Regions from separate parts of the Mus musculus genome. Here all the other regions are linked to region 2. A link is a contact called in public Hi-C, HiChIP or PLAC-seq and promoter capture Hi-C data. All regions are on one chromosome and are shown on one strand. The core of a region is the stretch at or near the end of the contact, and the rest is flanking DNA. Distances in the headings are between cores, read along the strand shown. Region 1 holds the start of H19 (H19, imprinted maternally expressed transcript). Region 2 holds the start of Dusp8 (dual specificity phosphatase 8). Region 3 holds the start of Muc2 (mucin 2). Region 4 holds the start of Mrpl23 (mitochondrial ribosomal protein L23). Region 5 holds the start of Muc5b (mucin 5, subtype B, tracheobronchial).

Region 1 (2,700 bases), core at 141-2,640, 480 kb after region 2:
AGAAATGAAGACATGAGTTAATTGAACTTGCGTGGGAGGAGACTGGGTGACCACGAGCGGGACAGACACTTACCCTAGTCTCCAGTCCGAGCTCTTCGAGACACCGATCACTGCTCCGTCGCCGCCCGCAAGGCCCTCCTTGGCCACGGACTCTGGAGGCCAGTGCCTCCCTGGCTCACCACCCCAGCTACTCGCTCTACCTGCACCCAACCTCCCTCCCTAGAAACTCATTCATTCTGCCCCGCCTGCCTCGCCTCGTCTGGCTTCATCCTGTGCCCTTGACTCCCCTGGAAATGTTCTGTCTGTCATGCCAGACCCAGGGACTGAGCGGTTAGGGCATACAGTGTACCAAGTCCACTGTGGGCCCTTTCCGCACCAGTCCCTGGGCCGCAGTGCCTCATGGGAATGGTGTGTCTGCAGGCTGGACCCACTGCAGCCTCCTTGCTGTAAAATCCCTCTGGAGTCCGATACCTGCAGCCCCCACTCCCCTTCTGGTGACACCCTGCACTGCCCTTCTTTTCCATTCTCCAGTTATTGAGGCTCTGGCAAACTTGGGACTTTGCCAGAGCCACTCTTGAACCTTCTTCTAAGTGAATTACGGTGGGTGGGATGTTGTGGCGGCTGGGGACCCATCTGTGTCTTGTGACCCCATCTTGCCCTGTTTGACCCCAGCCTAGAATGCTTCTGTTCTTGCTGGATCCCATGGTCTCTGCCACTGTCTCCAAGGACTCCTATCACCTCCCTGGAGGCAGCGGCCTCAGTCTTTACTGGCAACCCTGCACCTCTTCTTTCTTCTCTCTAAGAGCTCTTTCCACCTGGGGTCGCCAATGGTCCCCCAGCCTCCTTCTGTCTCGGCTCCCCCCGAGACGATGTCTCCTTTGCTAACTATCCTGCCTTTCTATGTGCCATTCTGCTGCGAGGCCAGCCGCTTCTTCTCACCAGGCCCCCTCTCTAAACCTTCGTTTAGAAGGTCAGTGGAGCGAGGCCAAGAGAGAAGAAGGAGACTCACCTGCCCAGCAGACGGCGGTCCTCACCTGCCCACTGCTGCCAGCTATACCTTCACTGCCCAGGTCTGGGGTCGAACCCTTCCCAGCAGCTCCCCTTTATCCGACCAGCCGCCACGTCCTGTAACCAAAAGTAACCGGGATGAATGTCTGGCTCCCCATTCCTCTCCAACCCTAGCTCAGGCCCTTCAGCTTCACTCCGATGTTTTCCAGCCTTTGCGATGCCTTTGCTCTGCCTGAGCTAGCCCCTCAGTCCTTCAACATTCCTGCCAGACTCCAGATGCCGAGGTGCTCCTCGGACCCCACGACTCTCCTCCAGCTCTCCCATCTTCCCCAGTTTCCCCGATACCCCCCACCCCCACCCCCCACCCCCCTCCCACACCCGGTGCTTCGGGCCCTCTAGCCCGGGCTTTTTCTAACTGGAGTGGCTCCGCCCAGAATTCCCGCCCCTACTCTGTCAACCAATCAGTACATGGCCCCGCCGGGGCCCCCGCAGGGCCCACCTCCACCCTGTATCGTTCCAGCGCACGTTCGCCTCACCCCACACCCGCACCCGTCCTGAAATTCTCCAAAGACAGCCTCACCACAACTCCCACTTTGGAATCCCTTAGACAGGGCCTGGCATTGTCCCCAGATATCTCCCTTGATGTCGAGAACATATAGCCCCGTAGCCTGCTGAAGCCCTTCATAGAACGGTGGTGCCCCAGGCACCCTGCCACACTGAAGCTGCCCTTTACTCAGTTTGTATAATGACCACAATGGGAATTTGAGGGCATGGGTCTCATACTATCCCACGGAGTATGAACAGCCTACGAGTGGCTAACCCCCAGCCTTTGTCCTAGTCTGCTTGACTGACCTTATCTGGCCGCAGTGGTTTCAACAAGGTAGTAGCTAATTTGGGCACTCCTCACCGTCCCTTTTCTGGGTGAGTCGTCACGTTTGTCAGGACTCTCTTGCGATGAGTTTTATTAGTTATCTTACAGTCTGGTCTTGGTCACCCCAGTCAACCGGAGGCACAGTATGGTCTCCCTATCCTACTGAAGTACTACTATCAGTGATAGAATGGGGACAGGAGAGATGCCCTGTCCCTCCAGCCACGTGCGTGCGTATACCATTGCTCTTAGCTTCTGTTGAAAGTTATGCAGCTGAAATCCACAGAGTCAGCATCCACAAATCAGGGCACCAGAGAGTAGAGCAGCTCTAGATGGAAGTGACCGGAGCTCCAGATGGGAGGAGGACTCAAGGGCTGACCAGTCATGACCACTCAGCAGTGGTTCTCACCTATGTGAGGTGCAATAGCACCTTGGCAGATCCTCAGCCTAGTGGCTGCATGTCAGCTGAGTACTCATTTCTGGCTCCTAGTGATCCTTCATTTTTACTCTGTGAAAAGCCCTGGTCATTGCTGTGGGTGGACCCTAAGTTATGATACTGACGGACACCTCCAATTTGGTCATAAATAGACCCCAGCCTCTATTATCTTGGCGCTGTAATGTGTGTCTGTGCTGTCACCTTGTGGTGGTTGTGGCTATCTCTGCGCTCTTAAACAAATGATCCTTTTCAGAGATCGGTATATAAGATGGAAAAGAATGACCCCATCTTCTAATGAGCCTCAAGAACCCTGGCAGCATCAGCAGACTAAAGGCCGAGGGTTGGCCATCACATGTAAGCTATTCACTGGTGTGGTGGCAGTTGGTCT
Region 2 (2,735 bases), core at 99-2,598:
TGATCTCCCAGGGCAGAGCCTGGCACTGTAAGCTACCCTCACCCACCCAGCTACCCTAGGGGCAAGTAAATGTGAGGCTGGGTCTACAGGTCACTGGATTTCCATTCTGAATTCATTCATACTGTGAAAGAAGCCGTGCCCCTGACCCGAAGCACCTCCACCCCCACCCCATACTGCACAACAGAGCATTGCAGATGCCACACTGGTCCCCCACCCCCATCACTGCACCATCAAGGCCCCCAATCTATCTGCTGCAGGCGCAGCACACCCTGTCAACAAGGAGTCAGAGGCCAATTTATTCCAAGAGGTCTGATCTAGTGGAAGCTGAGCCTGTTCTTGCTCCTCCACCTGCAAGGTTTGGCACAAGGGTACCAGCAGCATCTGACTGGCCGCTCCCTCCCAAGGTAGGCAGAGAGGCCAGGGAGACAGGCTGCAGGAGGCAGCCGTGCCGGCCCCTCCCCCAGCATCGCGCCTACAGCCTCTGCGTCGGGTAAGGATGTTCTTTATCCGCAGAGGCGAGTGGAGCACCATGAAGTGGGGGTGACGGGACAGCCATGCGAGTCGAAGAGTGGGGGGGGGTCCTATAGCTTCCTCTCCAGATAAGGAGCCTACCGCAGGCCGGAGCCGACCCTCTGGCGTCGGAGGTTTCGCATCCCCCTGCCCGCTGCAGCCGCGGACGACCTTCTCCAAATCTGGCTGCCAGCGGGGGCGCTTCGCAGGGACTCTCACCGATCTGTGCTGGATCTCAGCCCTCCCCCGCGAATCCCTAGGTCTCTTATATATATCCCTCCAGATAAGAAGGAATATGCCGAGAAAGACAGCGCACTGCAGGCGCGGATCTGCAGCGCGCGCCGCTCGCGGGGCAGAGCCATTTATTCTCGGTGCTCCAAAGAGCTTCTTCCTTCAGGGCACACAACCGCAAAAACCTCCGCACGTCCTGGGCCCACACCCGGCTTAGGACTCGACCGCTGTCAGCGCCTGGCTCACCTGGCTCTCGCTTGCCCTGGGGTTGCCCCCAACGCCGGTGCCGCGCTCAGGGCGCCCGCTCCGTTCCGCCACCCATGGGCCCGTCGGGGGCCCGCGTAGCCGGGGCAAGGGCCGGAGAGGCGCGCGGGGCGCGTCGCCGCCGCCGCCGCCGTCGTCGCCGCCACCGCGGGGAGCGCTCGCTCGGGACGGAGCGCGCGTACTGCGGTCGGGCACGCGCGCTCACGGCGCGCATCCCAGCCCGCGACTTGGCGGGCGCGGCCGGCAGCTCCGGCCCGGCTCAGCGTCCGGCGTCCGGCGTCCGGGTGGGGCGGGGGTCCGCGGAGCCGGCTCGGCCACCGCGGGAGCCGCGAGTGACAGGCCCGGGGCGGAGGGCGGGGCTGCCGGTGGGGATGAGGTCATGCCGAGCGAAAAAGCCCCTGACGTCACCTGCAGCCAATCAGAGTGAGCCGCTCGGGGGCAGGTGACGTCAGCGGAGCGGGCGCTGGGTGCGGAGCCCTGGCGGCGGCCGTGGGTCTCTCTGCCACCGCCCTCCGTCCCCCGCGCCCCAAGCTTCTCGGGCATCGGTTCTTAAAGGGGCCACGCACGCCGCAGCTCCCCACCTCCAGGAAGCCTTCCCAGCTCAGGGCTCCTGGTATCCCCAAGAACCCTCTGCCTCGCGGCACTCTAACCAGCGTCTACTGTCCTAGTATGCAAGGGTCTCCCTCTCTCGGCCCGCCTGGACTGAACCTGTCACGGATTTCTCTCCTTCCCTTAGCCTTTGTTCGCGAGAGGACGCCCTCCCAGAGTGCGCCTCCCCTGCCCCAGTGCGGCCCAGGGAAAAGGGTCATGGAGAGCTGCGGCCGCAAAGGGCCTTACCTGCAGCATCCGCGTTTGTCCTCTCCACGACCCCTGGAGGTGGAAGTCCAGCTCTACACTTTGCAGAAGAAGCTCCTAGGCGATGTGGTTTGCCTCAGGTCACTCATCCCGGGAAATCAGGGGGCGGGGCTCCAGACCCACCGGTGTGCTCCCCAGGGCGGCGCTGCCCCCCTACCTATGACATCCAGTTCTTGACAGCTTCCAATGAAAAGCCGCTTGGAAACGACCTCTACTCCCACCCGGACATCTCCCCTGCCCGCTGGGGACTGTCGGCTCCATCCCACTGTGTGAACACAACCACGTGAGCACTCAAAAAACATGGGTAATTACAACTAGGGCAGAAATACACAGGGGTCAGGCAGGTCTCAGAGGAAGGGGAGTCTTGTGCCAAAGTGGTCCACCTGCAAACATAAGCCACGTTTCCCTTAGTTTTCCCTCCTCCTCGGGAACAGGTTGGCAGAAAATTCTTTATTGTATGCCAGGCTGGTCTCAGCCTTCTGAGTGATGAGATTACTAGCACCCACCATGATGCCAGACCTTCTCAGATACTTCAAAAACGTGGCCCTGACTAGGTGGACAGTGAGGTGACCAGATAATATGAGTCTCGTGGGGGGTGGGAGGGGGGTGGAGTGTCCTGAACTTTCCCTGGAAGTCCAGCCTCTCACTCGATGAAGGGCAGAGTTTAGGAGATGGCTGGTTGAAGGAAGGGTCACAGAGAGTGAAGCAGGCACAAAGGAAGGAGCACTCCTTTGCTAGTATAGATTGTGTGAAGAATACTGCAGACCACACTAGGTGCTGGGCAAGGCTCTGCAGGGACCTTCTCCTTTACCCTACTGTATCCAGCTTGGCTTGGTTCATTATGAGTGTTTAGAACCGGCTTGCAGAAACCTCTC
Region 3 (2,783 bases), core at 237-2,736, 400 kb before region 2:
GGCTCCAGCTAGGATGGGACTGAGGCCCCAGAGGACTAGATGGGTGGCGTCATAGGACAGTACCATCACTAGCACTACTGTCTCTCTAGCCCAGGATGTGGCTGTTGTTCAGAACTGGGGGAAGAGTTTAGGAAAGGAGATGCCACACACCCCCACCCCCCATTCAGGGAGCCTGTGACCATCGATGCATCTCTCCTCACTCACCTCTGGAAGTTGGGGACAAAATTGGAGCCTGAGGTACTTTGTGACCAAATTCACTGTGTGTACTCTAACCAAAGTCAGGACCATTCCTTGTTTTCAGGAAGAGGAAGTATGGAGGGCAGGGCTGCTCCCCAGGTCTCAGTTTACCCTCCAGCTACAGCATGGGTGGACCTTGGGCACTGGTGTCTCTTGTAGGATCATGTTTATGGTTTTTACCAACTCTGATGCAGCCCCCTGATTCTTGGAGGCATTTCCAGATGTTGGAGAGGCAGCAGCAGCTTCGGGGCAAGCCCAGGGACTGAAGGTCACCAGGGTTACTCAAAGAATCATGTCCTTCGTGTAACAGCTGTGGCTAGGAACACAGAACAGGCTGCCTGAGCCCACGTGCCTTTGTGAGAATTGTTAGACTCAGGACACTTTGCAGGGACAGGACCTGCTGGGGTTGGGGCTAACCCCTCTGCTCAGACCCCATGCTCACACAGTGGCCTCTCCAGACTCAAGCTACTTCCTCTTGTACCCAAGGGACACGAGTCCAATGAGAGTTGTTGCCTAGGCTGAGGGCTGCCCAAGTTTTAATTACATGTAATTCCAGAGACTGGCAGAGCCTGGGAAAATAAGGGGATTAGAGAGTGGACTTAGCTGGGCTCAGTAGAGTATAGCAGGCTCCACGGAGACAGGTGGCCCCCCGCGTCCCCACTGCTCCTTGCCTTCTGCATCATGACATGGGGTCAGACACCCGTCCCTCTGGAGTCTTGGTTTCCTGCCACTCTTTGTCTTCCCTGGATGACGTGAAGTGAGGTGCAGCAGGAAGCACGGTTGTCTCAGCCCACACAGCTCGTGGAGAAACAGAATGGAGTCGGGGGACACTTGAAAGCTCCTTATTCTATCTAGGCTGGGCTGGAGGTTGTGGGGCTGGGCCTGAGAGCATTGAGAAGGGTATGGCAGACCTTGTGGGATGTAATTCCAGCAGGCACCTCCTGCCTTTCCCAACCTGAGTCTGGCCTGGCTTGTAGCTTAAAGGAATGGAGTTAGTTCACCTGGGGTGTGTGCTGGCATTGGGATAATTGGGGCTATGACATCCTGAGGAAGGCCAAGTTTACCCAGGGAGTCATATAAAGATAAACTCAGATAACCTGAATCAATATTTCCTCTCTGGGACCCATGGAGCCCCCACAGCTGTTTTCCTGATAACTTGGCAAATGCCCCACCCACCCTTCGCACCTCCCTCGTCCTCCGCCCTCGGATGCCTGCTAAGCATATAAGTCCTGGACCCCTGCCCTGGGATGCTCTTCTGTGCCACCCTCGTGAGCCACCATGGGGCTGCCACTAGCTCGCCTGGTGGCTGCGTGCCTAGTCCTGGCCTTAGCCAAGGGCTCGGAACTCCAGAAAGGTAAGGGGCTGGGTGATCTGGGTAAGGGAACAGGCAGAATCCCCTGAGGGTGGGAAGGCAGTTAGGAAGGGGCTTCTGGAACAGGAGGGCGTCCCCAGACAGAACCACTGCAGTGGGACTGGTCTTAAGGCTCTTACCACCACTCTGCGGTTGAAAGCTGAGGATGAGAAGCTGGGACCCCTGAGGGACCATTGTCCCTGGGAGGGGGGAAGGCATTGGATGTCTGGAAGAAGCCAAGCTTAGGATGGCTCCAGGTATAGAGGACCTTCGGCAAGCCAGTGCCTCTGGAGAACGGACTGGGTGTCCATATGGGACACTTCTGTCCCATCAAGATAAAGTTGTAGATGGGGGATGTCCCAGGGGGAACTCTTGAAGACTGAAGGACCCATCCCAGCCTCTTGCTGGTGGAAGGGGCTAAATGGAGATTCCCTTGAGAGGTTTGAGGTAGACAGGGTGACCATATTGCCTGAAGGCCTTTCTTGCTTTTCTACCTGCTTGGACTCCACATTATCACCTTGACTGAGAGGGGTGACCAATATTTAACAGAGACTGCTTCTACAGGGGGAACCAGAAACTCTGGTTTGGAGCCCCAGATGGGTCTCTCATAGGGAGACCTCTGGGATTAACTTGGAGGGTGGACTCAGGGAAACCCTTCTTGTACCCGGGTGTCTCACCTTGTGTCCCCACTGTTCTCCCAGAAGCCAGATCCCGAAACCACGTCTGCAGCACCTGGGGTGACTTCCACTACAAAACTTTTGACGGCGATGTCTACCGATTCCCTGGCCTCTGTGATTACAACTTTGCGTCTGACTGCCGAGACTCCTACAAGGAATTTGCTGTGCACCTGAAGCGGGGCTTGGGCGAGGCTGGGGGTCACTCCCAGATAGAGTCTATCCTGATCACCATTAAGGATGACACCATCTACCTCACCCACAAGCTGGCAGTGGTGAACGGGGCCATGTGAGTGCGATTACTACTCTTCTCTCCTGTCCTAGCAGCTAGGGGGATGCTTTTGGCTCCTTAGAGCAAGTTGTATAATTTAGCTAGCCTCCGGGATACCATCTCTTCTGCTCTGGTACATGCCTAAGTTTGAGGTTTGAGCTATCCATAGATTCATTCAACAAACACTGGGTGGTTCCCTCTGTAGACCAGGGTCTTCTTATCTGGTGAGTCCCCTGTAGATTTTCCTTGG
Region 4 (2,700 bases), core at 8-2,507, 440 kb after region 2:
AAATGGGTGACCTAGATGCTTCTCCCAGAGCCACCATGATGGCCTCTTATAATGTGCCTGATATCTCCACCCATGTCTCCTTTCCTGAGCCCCCAAACACAACTATGTTGCCGTGGGGTACAGACAGAAACTTAACAAGGACCGAGGGAGCTGGAAAGCAGCAGAGAGAACCTATGGGGAGAGATGGGCCAGGAAGCAGGAGAGAGCAGCAAGACCACCAAGTCGGGACAAGAGCTATGGGCAGGGATCCCTTAGTTAGGACGAAGCTGGAGGGTCTCTGACCTGCAGGGCTGAGGACTTGTGAACAGCAAGGCCTTGGGAGGCTAGTGGCCTCTTGAAGGAGGTGTGGCCAGGGGCTCCTGGGACAGGGAGTATGCAGTGCTGCTGGGCTGCAAATGTGGCTGGGCAGCCAAGAAAGGGAGGGAAGGAGAAAGGAGGGGGTCCTGGGAGTCTTGCCTGGAAGGGAAAACAACCCAGTCTGGATTGGGAGAGGGGCCGTAGACTTCATACAAGAGATCCAGTCCACCCCACCCTTCCCCATCTCTGCTGCCCAAGGGATTGTTGGCGAGGCTGTGACTTAATTGTTGAGGGGGGCTAGGGTCCTATGTGGGATAGGGCATGGGTGTAGCCTCTGATGTGCTTATGTGGGAAAGGGGACAAAGAGCTGGCAGAGCCTAGAGAAAGACTAGGCTGTGGAACACAGGGTGGGGGCTATGTGGCCAGGCCTTGGTGAGCCTTATGGGGTGGTTTCGTCCAGTCCAGAAAAAGGGGAGTGGGGACAAAGGTACTGCTGGACCACCTACAGCAAGGGAACAGAGTAGATTCACAGAGCAGATTTGGGGGGGGGGGTACAAGGTGTATGACTGTGCTTGGTGGGGCCATGCAATGTTGGGGTGGGGAAACAGGATAGTAGTTGCCCTTTGTAGAATCCACCAGCCAGCAGTGCAGAGATGCGGGACTGCTCATGGCAAAGTGTGGTGCCCTTGTGGGTGGGAAAGCATGTACTGTAGGGTGCTTACAGGTTGAAGAACAGGGAGGTACACTATACACCGAGAGGTATGCAGGATTCTGTGTGGTGCTGGGATGGGGCAAATGGGTACAGAGTGTATGCCGGCTTTTTGCGGGGCCGGGTGAGGGGCGGGGCTGTTCACTGTTTTTATGGCTGAGAGGCGGGGTGCGCTGTGCCGGGGGCGGTGCGCAAGCAGCTTACGGTGCACGGGTGGGGGAGGGGCTTTTCGGGTGCGGGGTTGGGGGTGGGGTGGGGTTTGCGGGACACCGAAAGTGCGGGGCCCTGCGGTGCAGGGAGAGGGTAGCGCGGCCTCCGGAAGCGAGGGGGCGCTGTGCCAGCGCGGGCGCTGTGCGGGGCGGGTGTCGCTCCTTCCTGACCAGGAGGTGCGGCTGCCATGGCGCGGAATGTGTTGTGAGTAAAGTCGTGACCCGCGGAACGGGCTAAGCAGCCCAGGTCGGGTGGGTGCGGGGCCCGGGCCGGAAGCCGGAGGCGCCCGCACGCGGCGGGAAACCCGCCAGGGTCCACGCGGCAGGGCCACCTCGGCTTAGTGTCCTGGCTGTCAATCACAGCCAGCGGCTACAGCCTGCTTTGGCAGACAGCCAGGGCTGAGCCAGGATTGGCCGTTGCCTGCAGGACCCCTGGCCCAAGTCCCCCAAAGTTGCTACATTCACCGGTCTCCACGTGGCCAGCAGTGCTAGCCTCCCACAGTCTGAGCCGGAAACATGTGTTCAGTAAACACGTGACCCACTGGTTGGGTGGCCCTAGGTTGAGCATTAATGCGGTTTTGAGAGTTCTCGTGGAAGCAGAATTGGGGGGACCCTGCAATAAGAAGGGGTGAGGGCTGGTTCCCTGGTGGGCAACCTTGTGATTTCTTTCCGCAGACTGGCTGGGAGACCAGGGACCTCTGAACCAGGCCAGTGTGAGGCAGGGCCAGTCTAGTTCAGCTTTTGGGCTCACCCCCTGGCTTTGCAGGGAGCTGGTTGGACCCATGCGTGAATGAGTGACAGGTGGGTGGGGGCAGAGTGAGACCAGGGATGAGACCTGAGCTTTGAGGAGGACTAGGTTAACAGCCTACCAGTTGGGAACCAGGCTCCCAGCGAGAAGAGAGAGCCAAGAGTTCCATTTGAGATATGCTGTTTGGGGCTGCTCATAAAAAAAAAAATAATAATAGTAGAAAAGAAGTTAAGAGAGCCCTAAAAGGCCAGACCTCTAATTTGACCATTAGGTAGGCTCTTGAGTCATTGAGTTTGGCAAACATTTAGCGATGGGGCCTGCTTCTGAGGCTCCCACCATGCTACCTTGGGAGTCATCTGAAACTCTGGTACCTGCTTCTCAGCCCTGAAACTTCTCTGGTGCCCTCAGCTTGGTGCTTCCAGTGTGGTGCTCCCAAGACTTAGAGGTCTGGCCCACATGCCACACCTCGGTTATCAGTGTGACCCTAGGGTGGTCCTGTGTACCCACCCTCCACCTGGGGACCATGAACTATGAGTCTCTAGTAATCCCAGTCCTTGAGTTTCTCCTGTCCTTCTCCATGTCTGCTCAGGTGGGCATGGAGGCGAGCAGGACCACCAGGCAGAGATCCTGCTTTCTCTACAGGCCTGATAATGGTGGAAACTGGCTATCCCACCAAGTCCTGCTTGTTTAGATAGTTTTAGGTGTCCAGTGAGGTGTTGCTAGCTCGGAGCCATGTT
Region 5 (2,726 bases), core at 30-2,529, 260 kb before region 2:
CCATGTCCTCATGGGGTACCTCCTGTGCTCTGTTGTTTGATGGCCGCTGACCTCTTGGTTCTGAAACAGTTTACAGACTTTTCACATAGACTTTTCCCTTTCCTGTTCCATCTCTAGGAATTTAGTCTCAGAAAGATAAGGATGGGGGCAGACAGGGAGGGGTTTTCGTGATACCAAAGTCACCTGAACACTGTGCCACTCCCTGACATGGCCAACCCCTAGGAACTTTCAGGGGTGGTCAGATCTGGTGTCCATTCCTGGTGGCTATAACAGAAGGAATGTGACTGTATTCTGTATGTATCTAACAGGGAAGAGAAACTTAGACGTGTGCACCCTGCTCTTTGTGGCAGTGTAGAAACGGCGTTGGTGGATATGTTCATGGTTCAGGAAATGGCTCCCCAGAACCCTCAGGAAACCCAACCAACACAATTAAGAGAGCTGAGCCCCCGGGACTCCCATTTCAGGATGGACAGTGGGTCAGGAGACTCCCGGTTATGCCCTTGCCCCACTGTCCCGCAGTTTGGGGTTTACAAGTTCCAGAGCTGAGGCCTGAGGTAGGTCCAGGGCCCTTGAGACCCTTGGTCATTTCCTTTGTCAAGGCCCAGGGTTAATAAGCTGACCCTGGGAAGAGGTGGAGTCCAACTAGAGAAGCTCATGGCCTGCCTTGGCCAAAACCAGTACTGGGCCTCATTTTCTCCATGTGCGTGAGCTCTACAGCAGACAGGAGCCCAGAGACTCATCCTTTCTCAGATTCTGTGAGGGTTCCCCTTCTCCACAGACCCTCAGAAGCTACACAGAACAGGGACCCTGCCAGGCCCATGACCATCTGGAGCATAATTTCCTGAGCCCACCCTCACAGCCTTGTTGATACTTTGGGGACCCAGTGCCTAGCACCTGGGGTCAGCTTCCCCGGCAAACACAAGCCAAGGTTGTTGTCCCTTTGCCCCTGATCCTTGTAGTGTCTAGTCTCCTAGAGGAGCTGACACAGGGCCGCCTGGCCAAATACCCACCCCATAGGCCCAGGGCTTCGAATCCAGAGTAGTCATCTCCCTACCCTGTCCACTCCCTCCCAGTTCTCAGAAGCCACAAGGGGTGGGAGCACTCTGGTGGCACAGTGATGTAAATCCTTCCTTCTCCATGGCCTCTTCCTGCCATGGCCCCTCCCCAAGAGCAAACACACGTGGCTGTGCAGGGAGTAGACCGTGCCTTACATGGCCAGGGAACTGGGCTCTGGGCCAAAGCCTTTGGCTACATAAGTCCAGGCCCCCAGGGAGCAAGTGCCTTGTCTCAGTCCCTCCTGCCTGCCCTCTGTACTGCCCCCAGGATGGGCAGCAGAAACTGGAGCTGGGCTCTGGTCTGGGCCTCCGTGGCCTTGCTCATGGTGTGGCCAGCAGGTAAGGCCGAAGCCCCTTGCCTTCTCAAAACCATCTTCCCAGAGAGATGACTTCCACCTGGGGATTTCTTCTGCTGAGGTGACAGGCACCTCTCACTGTCCCCAACATCGTGGTCCCAGGTCTTGAAGTTCTCTGGGCTCTGGATCCTGTAGCCTACACTCTAGCTATGCCAGCAGTAAGGACCTGACTTTGATGGAAGAGGTTAGGTCCTCTAAGTCTCAGGGTATGAACCCCAGTGAAAACCCGAAGACAGTCTTGGCTTTGGAAATGAATAGGAATCTGAGGTGAATGTGCAGACCACAGAGGTGTTTCTTAGTCCGAGGGACCTGTCTCCGAATTAGCAGGGACAGAGACTATAGTTAGGACAGGCCCTTCCCTTCACTGCTGGGGTCACAGGTACCGAGGTGATTGTCAAGAGCCTGGGGCCTCCGTGAAGTGGATTCTACCTCCAGGTGTTAGGGCCGGAGCCAGAACAGACCGGTAAGATACCCAAAGCCGTAGTCTGAACTAATGGCTGAGTCAGGTGGGCTGTGTGACCTCGTCAGCTGAGCTGTTTTCCCTTGCCTGTTTGCTCTTGAGAAAACCCAGAGTACTAAGACTGTCAGCAAGCAGGGCTAGACTGAATCTCCAAGTGTCGCCACCTCCCCAGGCTCTGCTCTCTAGATTAGGAGTCTGAGCAGGAGGACCCTCAGCTCCAGGTTTCCTGCATCTGTGAAAGAAGAGAGACAGTGGATGTGTGTGTGTGAGGAGGGTATCTCCAAACCCATTCTTTTAGAGCCAGAGAAGCCATAGTTGTTCCTCTTGCTTCTAGGGTTGTCTGATGGCTGCTGACTGCTCCCCTGGGCCGTATCCCCCCATAACAGGGCTCTCCCTGTGTCAGGTCCTGTCCATCAGGGTGCTGAGCCTCCCTGCTGAACAGCCAGCTCTCCTTCCCCACTAACTTCACTTGTAAAGAGCAAATTAAGCCCTGGGTTGCAGAAATGTCCTTTTGGTGACAACTGTTGGGGGTGGGGGCTGGGGGTGGGGGTGAGGTCTTCTTGTATGAATGGGTAACACACACCAAGATAATGTGTGTGTGTGTGTGGGGGGGGGTGGCTGGCTGAGAACTCTCTGGCCAAGTGGAGACTGAGGGATCTCAGCCTGAGGAAGACTGGCATAGAGCAGGAGATGGGATGAGGGTATTCTTACCCACGGGGCCCTCCAGAAGATGGCAGAGGACAGGCTGGGCCAAGCACACTTGGGAGAGGCTGTGGATCTGGGGTCAAGGATGGACAGAGGGAGTGTCCGTGCCTCTGGAGAATGCAGTCAAGCGGGGCCCTTGAGGAAGCATTA

The links. Promoter capture Hi-C pulls out the DNA fragments that hold promoters and counts their contacts. A called contact is a pair of places that touch in the nucleus more often than the background predicts. HiChIP or PLAC-seq counts read pairs in DNA pulled down with a chosen protein or histone mark.
Region 1: a promoter capture Hi-C map of second pharyngeal arch cranial neural crest shows a contact between it and region 2, with 4 times the contacts expected there. The contact joins the promoter of H19 here to the promoter of Dusp8 in region 2. A contact is called at or near these places in 4 of 39 promoter capture datasets (embryonic stem cells, hippocampal neurons, neutrophils and 1 more).
Region 3: a contact with region 2 is called in a promoter capture Hi-C map of the HPC-7 cell line. The contact joins the promoter of Muc2 here to the promoter of Dusp8 in region 2. A contact is called at or near these places in 12 of 39 promoter capture datasets (the 3T3-L1 cell line, 3T3-L1-derived adipocytes, the HPC-7 cell line and 6 more), 2 of 115 datasets of contacts at active chromatin or transcription factors (embryonic hindbrain and pancreatic cancer cells) and 2 of 9 other capture datasets (adipose tissue and embryonic stem cells).
Region 4: a contact with region 2 is called in a FOXA1 HiChIP or PLAC-seq map of pancreatic cancer cells. The contact joins the promoter of Mrpl23 here to the promoter of Dusp8 in region 2. A contact is called at or near these places in 2 of 39 promoter capture datasets (hematopoietic stem and progenitor cells and liver) and 1 of 115 datasets of contacts at active chromatin or transcription factors (pancreatic cancer cells).
Region 5: a contact with region 2 is called in a Hi-C map of myeloid progenitors, with 5 times the contacts expected there. The contact joins the promoter of Muc5b here to the promoter of Dusp8 in region 2. A contact is called at or near these places in 2 of 39 promoter capture datasets (the 3T3-L1 cell line and the HPC-7 cell line) and 1 of 484 Hi-C or Micro-C datasets (myeloid progenitors).

The regions. Positions count from the first base shown.
Region 1 is chr7:142,576,756-142,579,455 of GRCm38.p6, forward strand. H19 (H19, imprinted maternally expressed transcript) reads right to left here and starts at 1,391. Exons shown (of 5, transcript NR_130974.1): 1 at 74-1,391. Mir675 (microRNA 675) reads right to left here and starts at 392; the gene lies at 309-392.
Region 2 is chr7:142,093,936-142,096,670 of GRCm38.p6, forward strand. It overlaps Dusp8 (dual specificity phosphatase 8), which reads right to left and starts at 1,349. Exons shown (of 7, transcript NM_008748.3): 1 at 988-1,349. Gm32786 (a long non-coding RNA gene) reads left to right here and starts at 231. Exons shown (of 7, transcript XR_870057.3): 1 at 231-404; 2 at 1,742-2,143.
Region 3 is chr7:141,688,854-141,691,636 of GRCm38.p6, forward strand. It overlaps Muc2 (mucin 2), which reads left to right and starts at 1,487. Exons shown (of 48, transcript NM_023566.4): 1 at 1,487-1,591; 2 at 2,290-2,551. The coding sequence starts at 1,516.
Region 4 is chr7:142,531,775-142,534,474 of GRCm38.p6, forward strand. It overlaps Mrpl23 (mitochondrial ribosomal protein L23), which reads left to right and starts at 1,258. Exons shown (of 5, transcript NM_011288.2): 1 at 1,258-1,420. The coding sequence starts at 1,404.
Region 5 is chr7:141,837,793-141,840,518 of GRCm38.p6, forward strand. Muc5b (mucin 5, subtype B, tracheobronchial) reads left to right here and starts at 1,280. Exons shown (of 49, transcript NM_028801.2): 1 at 1,280-1,394. The coding sequence starts at 1,325.